2 separate regions of the Mus musculus genome follow, and region 2 is linked to region 1. A link is a contact called in public promoter capture Hi-C data. All regions are on one chromosome and are shown on one strand. Each heading gives the region's core, a stretch centred on a gene start, on an enhancer-like site or on the middle of the called end of the contact. The rest is flanking DNA. Distances are from core to core; before and after follow the strand shown.

Region 1 (5,011 bases), core at 2,332-4,831:
TAGAGGTAACACCATACCTGACTACTTCAGCTTACCAAGCCATGGTAACAACAGGAGCATAGCACTGGCACAAAAAACAGACATCCAGACCAGCTGAACAGAACTCAGATATGAAACTCCACAGCTACAAAATCTGGGGTTTTTAAGTCTCTTTTTTAAATTTTACTTTATTTATATGAGTACACTGTAACTGTCTTCAGACACCAGAAGAGGGCATCAGATCCCATTACAGATGGTTATGAGCCACCATGTAGTTGCTGGGAATTGAACTCAGGACCTCTGGAAGAGCAGTCAGTGCTCATAACCACTGAGCCATCTCTCCAGCCCCCCAAAACATGATTTTTAAAAATTTATTTATTTTTGGTTTTTTGAGACAGGGTTTCTCTGTATAGCCCTGGCTGTCCTGGAACTCACTCTGTAGACCAGGCTGGCCTCGAACTCAGAAATCCGCCTGCCTCTGCCTCCCAAGTGTTGGGATTAAAGGTGTGTGCCACCACGCCCGGCTCTAAAACATGATTTTTGACAAAGATGTTAAGAATATACATTGGAGAAAAGACAGCTTCTTCAACAATCCGTGCTAGGCGAACTGATGTCCATATGGAGAAGAATTAGATCCTTGTGTCTCACAAAATCAACCTGAAATGGATCAAAGATCTTAATGTAAGATCAAAATTCTGAAACTGCTAGAGAGAAAACATTTAAGACACAGGCACAGGCACAGAGGCTCTGAACAGGGCCCTTAAATTCTGAAACTGCTAAAGGAAAACTAGGGCAAATACTCAACACTGTTCTGAGTGAGCTCTCACTCAGGAAATAAGGTCAACAAGGGACAAATGGGGCATCATGACATGACAGCTTCTGTACAATAAAGGAAACAGTTAACCAAGTGAGAGGCAGCCCAGATAATGAGGGGAACTTGCCCAGATATATATATATCATAGAGGTTCAATAAAGTGTATTCAGCCTTTGCTACTGCAACACAGTATCATCTATAAACTAAAAAACTAAATCACACACATACAAAAAGACCAAAAACTCATAATATTTGAACTGTTTAATATTTTGTTTTGGGTCTCTTTCTATCCATGTGGCCCATGAACTGCAGGCTGGACATACCTGACAGAATATACAAAGAACTAAAACAAAAAACAAAAAAACCCCAAATAACAACAACAACAACAAAACCAAACAGCACAATCAATTAATGGGCTAATGAAATTAACAAACAGTTGTCAAAAAATAAGGACCAGAGGGGGTGGCTCAGTAGCTAGTGGTGCTTACATCCAGGCCTGACAAACACTTTGATAGACTCCTATAAGGTGACAGGAAGAGAACTGAATTCCAACTTTGTCCTCTGGTACTGTGGCATTCACAAACACATGGGCACAAAACAAATCTGAAATACAAACATCAATAAACACATAAAGAATGCCCAGTCTCAAGACACCATCAGGGAAATGCAAATCAAGGCTAGGCTGAGATTCCAGCTTACCAGTAGTCAGAATGGCAGTCAACTAAGGGAACAAATAAATAAATACCATTAAGTAGTCCAAAGAGAATGCTTTTTTTTAAAATCTGAATTTGTTAACATTTAAAAACATATTTTGAGTAAATCACATTCTTCTTTCCCTTTTGTACCCCAACTCCTCCCAGAGAGCCCCCTTCAAAACCTGCAATACCTTTTTTTACCATATTCTTTAAAATTTATAAAATATTTTAACAATAAAAATGAGTATTATAAAAGTTGTTTGATATAAAACAACAATCAGTTGAACAGTCTTATGTAGATGTTTGTCTACAGTAACTGAAAATACATACATTTTTCTCAATATGAATTTTAAATAACTCCAAATATATTAACAAACAGCACAATCAATTAATTTTTGTGTATGACATTTTAAAATAATATATCACTATTAGTTTTTAATGAACATAAATAGATAAAAAGTCTTTTTGTTTGTTTTGTTTTGTTTTGAGTAGAGCTTAAAATCTTGGCTCTTACTGTGGTACAAACACAAAATAACAGTTTTTGGACATTAGAGTTCATTTTAATAAGGCAGTGTGGCTGTAATGCCAAGACTGCCTGTCACCTTTTAATGCTCTGCTCAGATAGACAGGTGACATCTCTCTCATAGCTATCTTGGTGGATATTTTAACTCTACTTGCATTCATGTATAGATATATATTTTGTCTTTTATATTTAAAAAAATTATGTGTGTGTGCTTGTGTGAGTTTTGCCTGTGTGGGGTTGCTCGAGGTAGCCAAAAGAAGACATCTGATCCACTGGAGTTGGAGTTACTAGAGGCTGTGAGTCACCTAATGTAGGTGCCAATAACTGAACTTTGTCCTCTGGAAGAAGCTATCTAGTCCCCTTGTCTTTGTTATTTAATCTTCTTGAGAATGTGTAAGCACACATTTGGAGGTCAAATGGTAACTTCATGGATAAGCCCTTGCTTTCCATGTTTTGAGCCAGGGTCTCATTTACCGCTGTGCATGCCAGGCTATCTGGCTCATGAGTTTCTGAGGAATTCTCCTGTTTCCATCTCTCTCTTCTTGTTATAGGAACACCAGGAATATGTACTACTATATCTGGCTTTACATGGGTTTTGGGGATCCAAACTAAGGCCCTGACACTAGCTTGGCGTGTTTTACCCACCAAACCATCTCTCCAGACCTATTTTTGCTTTTAAATCATCCATCCATCCATCCATCCATCTATCCATCCATCCATCCATTCAGGATGCACATGAAGGAGTATGTTAGGTCAGCAAACAACTTGAAACAGTGAATTTGCTCCTTTCTGTGTGGGTCCTGAGGATCAGACTCAGGTCATGAGGCTTGGAGACAGCTACCCTGACCATCTGAGCTCTCATCCATCTTATAAAAACTGTGGAGGACAGTGGTAGAAGATCCCTACTTTACATAAATTCTGATGTAAAAGTACGTATGTTAGAAAATCAAACAACTCCTCAGTAAACAAGGTATTGAATGGTAATTGAATCTTGATCTTTTGTGAGAAAACTTTTATCTACAATAAAAATGAGGCCAACTAAATCCACACAAAATTTAAAATAAACTTTATTTCTTCAAGTTAGCTCAAATTCTAGGACTTGGAGAAAAGCAGCTATAACCTGAGAACCGAGAGATGAGAACATTCTTACTTCCCTCTGAGTCCCGCAGCTCTTCTTTCCTTCACACTCGCTACTTGCTCTGGGGCATTACTTTGACACACATTACCTGCCACATTTCACAGGCGAGTATCAAGAAGTAAGAGACTTACCTAAAACATGACACAGATCTAATCCTAGTACCAGACCCCAAGCCTTATAAAAACCGTGGAGTATAGCAGTAGAAGATCCCTACCTTACATAAATTCTGATATTAAATTATATGTTAGAAAACCAACATTCCTCATGCTTTTCTCTATACTAATCCAGTGTGCTGGATGACTTCCGGAACTGAATTATAACTGTGACAATTAGTCAATAACTTACGTCACTTTTCTCCCCCAAGTTCACTCAGCCCAAAGGGCAAGGACTGTGCATACCTTAGACAGGACTGCCGACTGACTCATGTTGACCATGCTCTGCTCCCCAGTGAAGCCTATCCCTCCTGAATGTAGCAGTCCTTTTCTCACCCAGCCGTTCACTAGACACAGATAAAGCAGGTCACACTAACAGGGTTACCTTTGAAAAGCTTGTACTTGCCCCTCACTGCTGACTTATGGCCTTAGTCTCTTTCCCACAACGCAGCTTTTTGTGCACTGCTCCTACAGACAGTGTTAAGTGCCTAAAAAGTGCCTGGTAAGGTCCCAATAAAATTCTTTAACCTTATATTTTAGACAGGTACAATAGACACAAAAACAACTCACAGGACTGGAGATGAGGCTTAGTTGGTAAAGAGTGCCTGCTTAGTGGTAGTCAGTCCCTAGCACTGTACAAAACCAGACAAGGGGCGCATGCATCCTACCACAGAGAGGTTGGAGGCAAGAACTTCAAAGTCATTCTTGGATGCATGAAGAGTTGAACACAGGGCTGGAGAGCTGGCTCAACAGTTAAGAGCACCAATTGCTCTTCAAAAAGTCCCAGCAACCACACAGTGGCTCACAGCCATCTGTGAAGAGGGATCTGATGGCTTCTTCTGGTGTGTCTGAAGACAGCATACTGTCTGTATACATACTGTATATATAGTACAGTATACTCATATTCATAAAAATGAATGAATGAATAAATAAATAAATAAATCTTTAAGAAAAAAAATAATTGAACACAGCCTAAGATACATGAAATCCTGTCCCCAAACCAAGTCAAACACACTTCATAATAAAATGATAATATAGCCTATATTGTTTTACCACTACTCAAAAATGCTGTATGAAAAAAAAAAAAGTAAGTAGTGCCTCTCTCCAATCCTTTCACTTTTTGATACTTTTCAGTAACAAACAAGTAGGCAAAACAAAAAGTGTGCCAAAACACACTGTACTCTCTAAGAGGCCCATTGTTTAACTGTGATGAGCCTCAACACAATTCCTCAATTGTGTTCTGAAGAAGACCAGAAGTAGCTAAATACACGACAGAAATAAGGAAGTGGTGTCTGGACTCAGTCAGTCTAACTAGTGGAAATGAATTTATATTATCTACTGGGATCAGCTATGACACAGAAGTGAAAAACACATTACCAGAAAACATGGTTCATGATGCAAAATTTTACTTTATGTTTTCAGGAACTTACTAATATAACAACACTGACCAGAACTCTAACAATCTCTTTCTACACTGACACCATGGCATCCCAAACCTTACGAACCTCTGTGAGCTTAAGTACAGATGAGAACGAGCCCCGACTACCTGCAGGTGCGGCCATACACTGAGTCAGAGGCTCCCACACTGGAAAGGAAGTGTTCACCAGAGTATGCCAGTCAGAACATCAGGCCAAGATGGCAAAGCTCCAAAGCAAAGACTTGATGCAGAGAGGTGTAGGAACGCAGAGAAGACTTGTAAGGAACTCAGAC
Region 2 (4,772 bases), core at 1,455-3,954, 470 kb after region 1:
AGATGAATCCTGTGAATATTTTAGGAACACTCCCTCAACCCCCTCATTTCTTCTTCCCTTTCCCTCCTCCTTGTAGCTTTATTGAGACAGGATCTTACAATGTTGCCTAGGCTGACCTCAAAGTCAAGACCCTCCTGTGTCAGTGCCAAGTACCTGGATTGCAAACATGTGCCACTACTCTGGAGGCTGCCTGTCTTCTTTCTATAAACATTTCTGACAACTGTTGCCTGCTCTTGCTTCTTCTTGTTATTTTGTTTACTGTTGCTGTTTTGTTTCTCTGTGTAGCCCTGTCTGTCCTCTGTAGACCAGGCTGGCCTCAAACTCAGAGATCCACCTGCCTCTGCTTCCCAAGTGCTGGGATTAACGGTGTGCACCACCACTGCCCGGCTACTTTTGTAAATTTTAGCCACCTTACTGAGCTTTATTGTTGCTTAAACTATATGCATTGGAAGTATACAGGAGGCTAGGGCTCCGTAGGCGAGCGCCTTCTGTGTGAGTCTGAGGCCCTGATTGGCACACCTGTGACCCCACTGCTGGAGGACAGAGACAAATGGATCAGGATTCCCCATCCAGCTATTCCAGCCAAAAGGGTGAGCTCCAGGTTCGGTGAGAGACAGTACCTTAAATAACAAGTTTACCTGTGAGATGGCTCACAGGTAAAGGTATTTGCCTTGAAAATCTGGCAATTTAGAGGAATATGGTGGCACACACCTTTAATCCCAGCACTTGAGAAGCAGAGGCAGGTACACCTTTGTAAGTTCGAGGCCAGCCTGGTCTACAGAGTGAGTTCCGGGACAGCCAGGACTACACAGAGAAACCCTATCTCAAACAAACAAACAAACAAACAAACAAACAAACAAACAAACCCCTGATACTTGAGCTCACTTCTCAGAACCCATGCAATAGTGGAAAGAGAGAAACGACCCTACTGGCCTCTACATGACTGTGGAGTGTGCTACCCTCTTCATAGTGTACATTATGCACATGCACACTATTTTTTTCCCCCAAAAGAAAAATAAGATGGGGAAGTGGTTGAAAAGGCATCCTGACTCTAACCCTTGATCTCTACAGATGTCCACCGCATTCATGCAGAAACTCTACACACACGTGTGCACATCATAATAACAAAGACAGTTAACATTTAAAATTTTTAAGCATTTAATTTAAATTAAAAAATATTACATTAAAAAAATATTGTCCAGTCTGAGTTGGGAACAATATGCTCTGCAAGTTCATGGGAGACCCAGACAGGAACAATTCACCTTGCAGGCTAAGGTTTCTGTTTGCAGTTAAGATAGTTAAGAATAAGTTCCTATTTGCCCTGTGTAGGTTAAGGTTTCTGTTTGTAGTTAAAGAACAAATTTTATTTGTCTTGTGTTAAGTCCTTGCAAGTTAAGGTTTCTGTTTGTAGTTAAAAGCAAGTTCCTGTTTCTTAGTCTGATATAAACCGTAAAACGAGTTTTTCAGCTTACACTAAACTTTTGTGTATTCACAGGATCCGTTCTTACCCCGTTCCTTCCCTTCCCTTGATTCTTTCTACAGTGGATAACAGCTGACTCTCTCACCCCTGTGGATACCTTATCTGTCCTATAAAAAGGACTTCAAGAGGCCAGCAGAGGCTGCTCTCTCAAATCCTGATTTAGGGTGAGACAGCCAGCTGGCCAGTCCCAGGTGTACCCTAAAATACAGCTAGCTTTAACTGGACAACCATGGATTTGTTCTTTTCTCGTGAGCCTCATGCTTAACACTCTGACTTCTATGTGTGACATGGGAGTGTGCCACCACCTTAGAGGGCATGCCATGCGCACATGCACAATTTAAAAAAAAAAAAAAAGACGGGTGGTGGTGGTACACTCCCAACTCTTGGGAGGCAGAAGCAGGCAGATCTCTGTGAGTCTGAGGCCAGCCTGGTCTACAGAGTGAGTTCCAGGACAGCCAAGGTTCTACTGAGAAATCCTGTCTCAAAAAACAAAAAGAATGGGGAAGAGATTGAAAAGTCTCCTCTGCTCTCTGTAAGCATCCACTATACACATGTGTACACTACATATATACTCAACATGCATGTGTGAGCACACACACAATAATGAAAAAATAACATTGTAAAAAAAAGTTGTTCGATTTTAATTTTAAAGTCAATTTTGGTGTTTCGTGTACACACCTATAAAGCCACCTCTACAATCAAGATCCTGAGCAGGTCTTTCTGCTACTTCTAAGCTTTTCTGCAAGCTCCTTTGGCCTGCTTGGTCTGCCCTGAGCCTCTCCCAGTGACTTATGGCCAGGATAGCAGGCACCCAGCCAAGGCTTGCCTAAGCTCTGTCTCCTAGCCAGAGAGTGCTTCAAGGAGCATGAAGGATTCCTCCAGAAGGTGTTTCAGGACCCTCTGTGTCTTCTGGTCAGTTTGGCTGTGAACCTTTAACTGCAGAGGAGGAGGCGCAGGAAAGTATTTAAGAAGAAAGAGGAGCTTGTGTTCATAAAGGGACACCATAAATATAACAAAAAGACATGTATAAGGACAATCATGACACTCATGCAATGCTTATATAAAGAATGCCTAAGAATAGGGTAAAGTTGAGGAAGAGCGAGTGGGTGTCTTGTGTAAACAGAACAGGTGTTGCCAGGAAACACGTCAGGACTTTATTAGACACCAAAAGTACACTCGGATGTCACTCGTCAGATAGGCAAACATAAAAGGAGGGTTTAACCCAGTACTCAGGAGCATGCAGGGCAGAGAGGACACTCACTGCCTGCCGCAGCTGTCAGCCCCACTCCCTAGGGAGAGCCAGTGAATTATCCTGCCAAGTGTTATTGCTTGGCTGCTCCTACCCACTTAGGGCTTGTGTTTGCTCTCTTTACCCCAGAGGTACTTGAGCTCCTGGGGTATTAACAGGACAAGAGACAGGACAACTCCTTTCCCCATGAGAACAAAGAACCCCTAAACAACCCTGTCTGAGGCTGCAGACTAGCCGGGAGTACACAGATATGAATAATTTAAAAACCTCTGTAATCAAGCCATGTAGCTTTTCAAGGACAAATGGAGACATCGTGGTGTATCGTAATGGGATCTGGCACAGAAAATGAATCACCTCAGCTTCACTTGCAAGCCAGTTTCAAGGGCAGAGCAGTACAGAATGAGGTATGATGACGCATTGTAACAGTACATTGCCCACTGACTGCTCACCCAACTGTTTTGGAGACTGGGAGCCCAGCCCCGGGCCACAGGGCCAGCAGAGCCACCTGGGAAGGCTCTGGGGTAGGGTGTGGCTTCTGGCAGCCCCACAGTAGACTTCAGAAGCCCCTCCAAGTCCACGTTTCCTGCTTTGGTAAGGACTCCAGTCATATTGGATTAGGGCCCATTCAATGACCTTGTTTCAACTTATGAGCCTCCACAGAGACCCCATCTCCAAATAAAGTCACGTTCTGAAGTACCTGGTTATGGTTACAACTCCTAACCCACCTGTCTGAAGGGATACAGTTCAGTCTGTAACAATAAAGACAAATATGGCAGCACTAATAAAATGTCTGGAGGCCTAAAGCTATGAGTCCAGGAAAGTGTAAGGGATAAAAGTGTAAGGGATAAAAGTTAAACTTGGAATAGTGGTTACCTGTGGGCATCGATGGGGGTGGGGGATGGGTGGGGCCTTAACATGCCTTGATAGTCTTTCTCATTTGTTTTTTTCTGAGACAGGGTTTCTCTGTGTATCCCTGACTGTCCTGGAACTCACTTAGTAGACCAGGCTGGTTTCGAACTCAGAAATCTGCATGCCTCTGCCTCCCAAGTGCTGGGATTAAAGGCGTGCACCACCACTGCCCGGCCTAGTCTTTCTCATTTTTAAAGTATTTTTTAGCCTGGGATTCAGTCACAGGGCTAAGCCATACTCTACCACTGTGCTACATTACCAGCCGCAGTCTTCTGTTTCTTGGGCAGGCAATGGGTTTGTTCTAATATTCTTTATTATATGAGTGTTATTTCTTGTGTGGGTGTGTATGTGCATATCCTATGGATGTGTCCAGCTGTGCATGCAGTTGTGTGTGCATGCATGTCCATGAGGAGGCCAGAGGTCTAGGTCAACTGGTATCCTTGTCTCCACTCCACCTCACTGCTTTAAATAGGGTCTCTAACTGAACCTGGAACTCACTCATTAGTCAGTCAATCAACCCCATACATCGGCTTGTCTCTCCTGCCCCCCAAGCTCTGGGGCCACAGATCCACTGGACCCAGTTTTTATGTGGGTGCTGGGGAGCTGACTTTAGGGCCTCATTGCTTGCACGGCAGGGATGTTACCAACTGTGATGGTTTGAATAGGTGTGGCCTCCATAGATTCACATGTTTGTATGCTTGGCCCATAGAGAGTGGCACTGTTAGGAGGTGTGGCCTTGTTAGAGAAAGTGTGTCATGGTGGAGGTGAGCTTTGAGATCTCCTATTCTCAAGCAATGTATGGCACACAGTCCCCTTCTTCTGCCTGCAGGTCTGCACTGTGTCTGCCTGCAGGCTGCATGTCACCCAGCAAGACAATAATGGACTAAACCTTTGCACTCTATGCCAGCCCCAATTGAATGTTTTTCTTTATAAGAGTTGCCTTGGCCTTGGTGTCTTTTCACAGCAATAAAACCCCAAGAGACCAACTGAGCCACCTTAACAGTTCTGTGTACATGGATTTTCTTTTGTAATGGGTGGTCTCACGTAGCACAGACTGGCCTCCAACCTACTATATACCAAAATAACCTCCCTCTGAGTGCCAGAACTACAGGCATGTGCTTCGGTGCTCGGCTG

The links. Promoter capture Hi-C pulls out the DNA fragments that hold promoters and counts their contacts.
Region 2: a promoter capture Hi-C map of liver shows a contact between it and region 1, with 1.9 times the contacts expected there. The contact joins two enhancer-like sites. A contact is called at or near these places in 1 of 39 promoter capture datasets (liver), 1 of 15 datasets of contacts at CTCF or cohesin (the NIH/3T3 cell line), 1 of 115 datasets of contacts at active chromatin or transcription factors (embryonic stem cells) and 1 of 9 other capture datasets (adipose tissue).

The regions. Positions count from the first base shown.
Region 1 is chr16:32,055,435-32,060,445 of GRCm38.p6, forward strand. The region is part of intron 1 of Pak2 (p21 (RAC1) activated kinase 2); the gene reads right to left. Among named protein-coding and RNA genes, the nearest start is that of Gm26419, 8.0 kb to the right of the region's middle. Within about 2 kb of position 3,582, at least 109 of the 459 cell types and tissues checked have an H3K27ac peak or open chromatin away from gene starts, as enhancers often do. A contact at or near this core is called in adipose tissue and liver, where this site is marked.
Region 2 is chr16:32,521,362-32,526,133 of GRCm38.p6, forward strand. No RefSeq gene overlaps it. Among named protein-coding and RNA genes, the nearest start is that of Zdhhc19, 27 kb to the left of the region's middle. Within about 2 kb of position 2,705, at least 115 of the 459 cell types and tissues checked have an H3K27ac peak or open chromatin away from gene starts, as enhancers often do. A contact at or near this core is called in adipose tissue and liver, where this site is marked.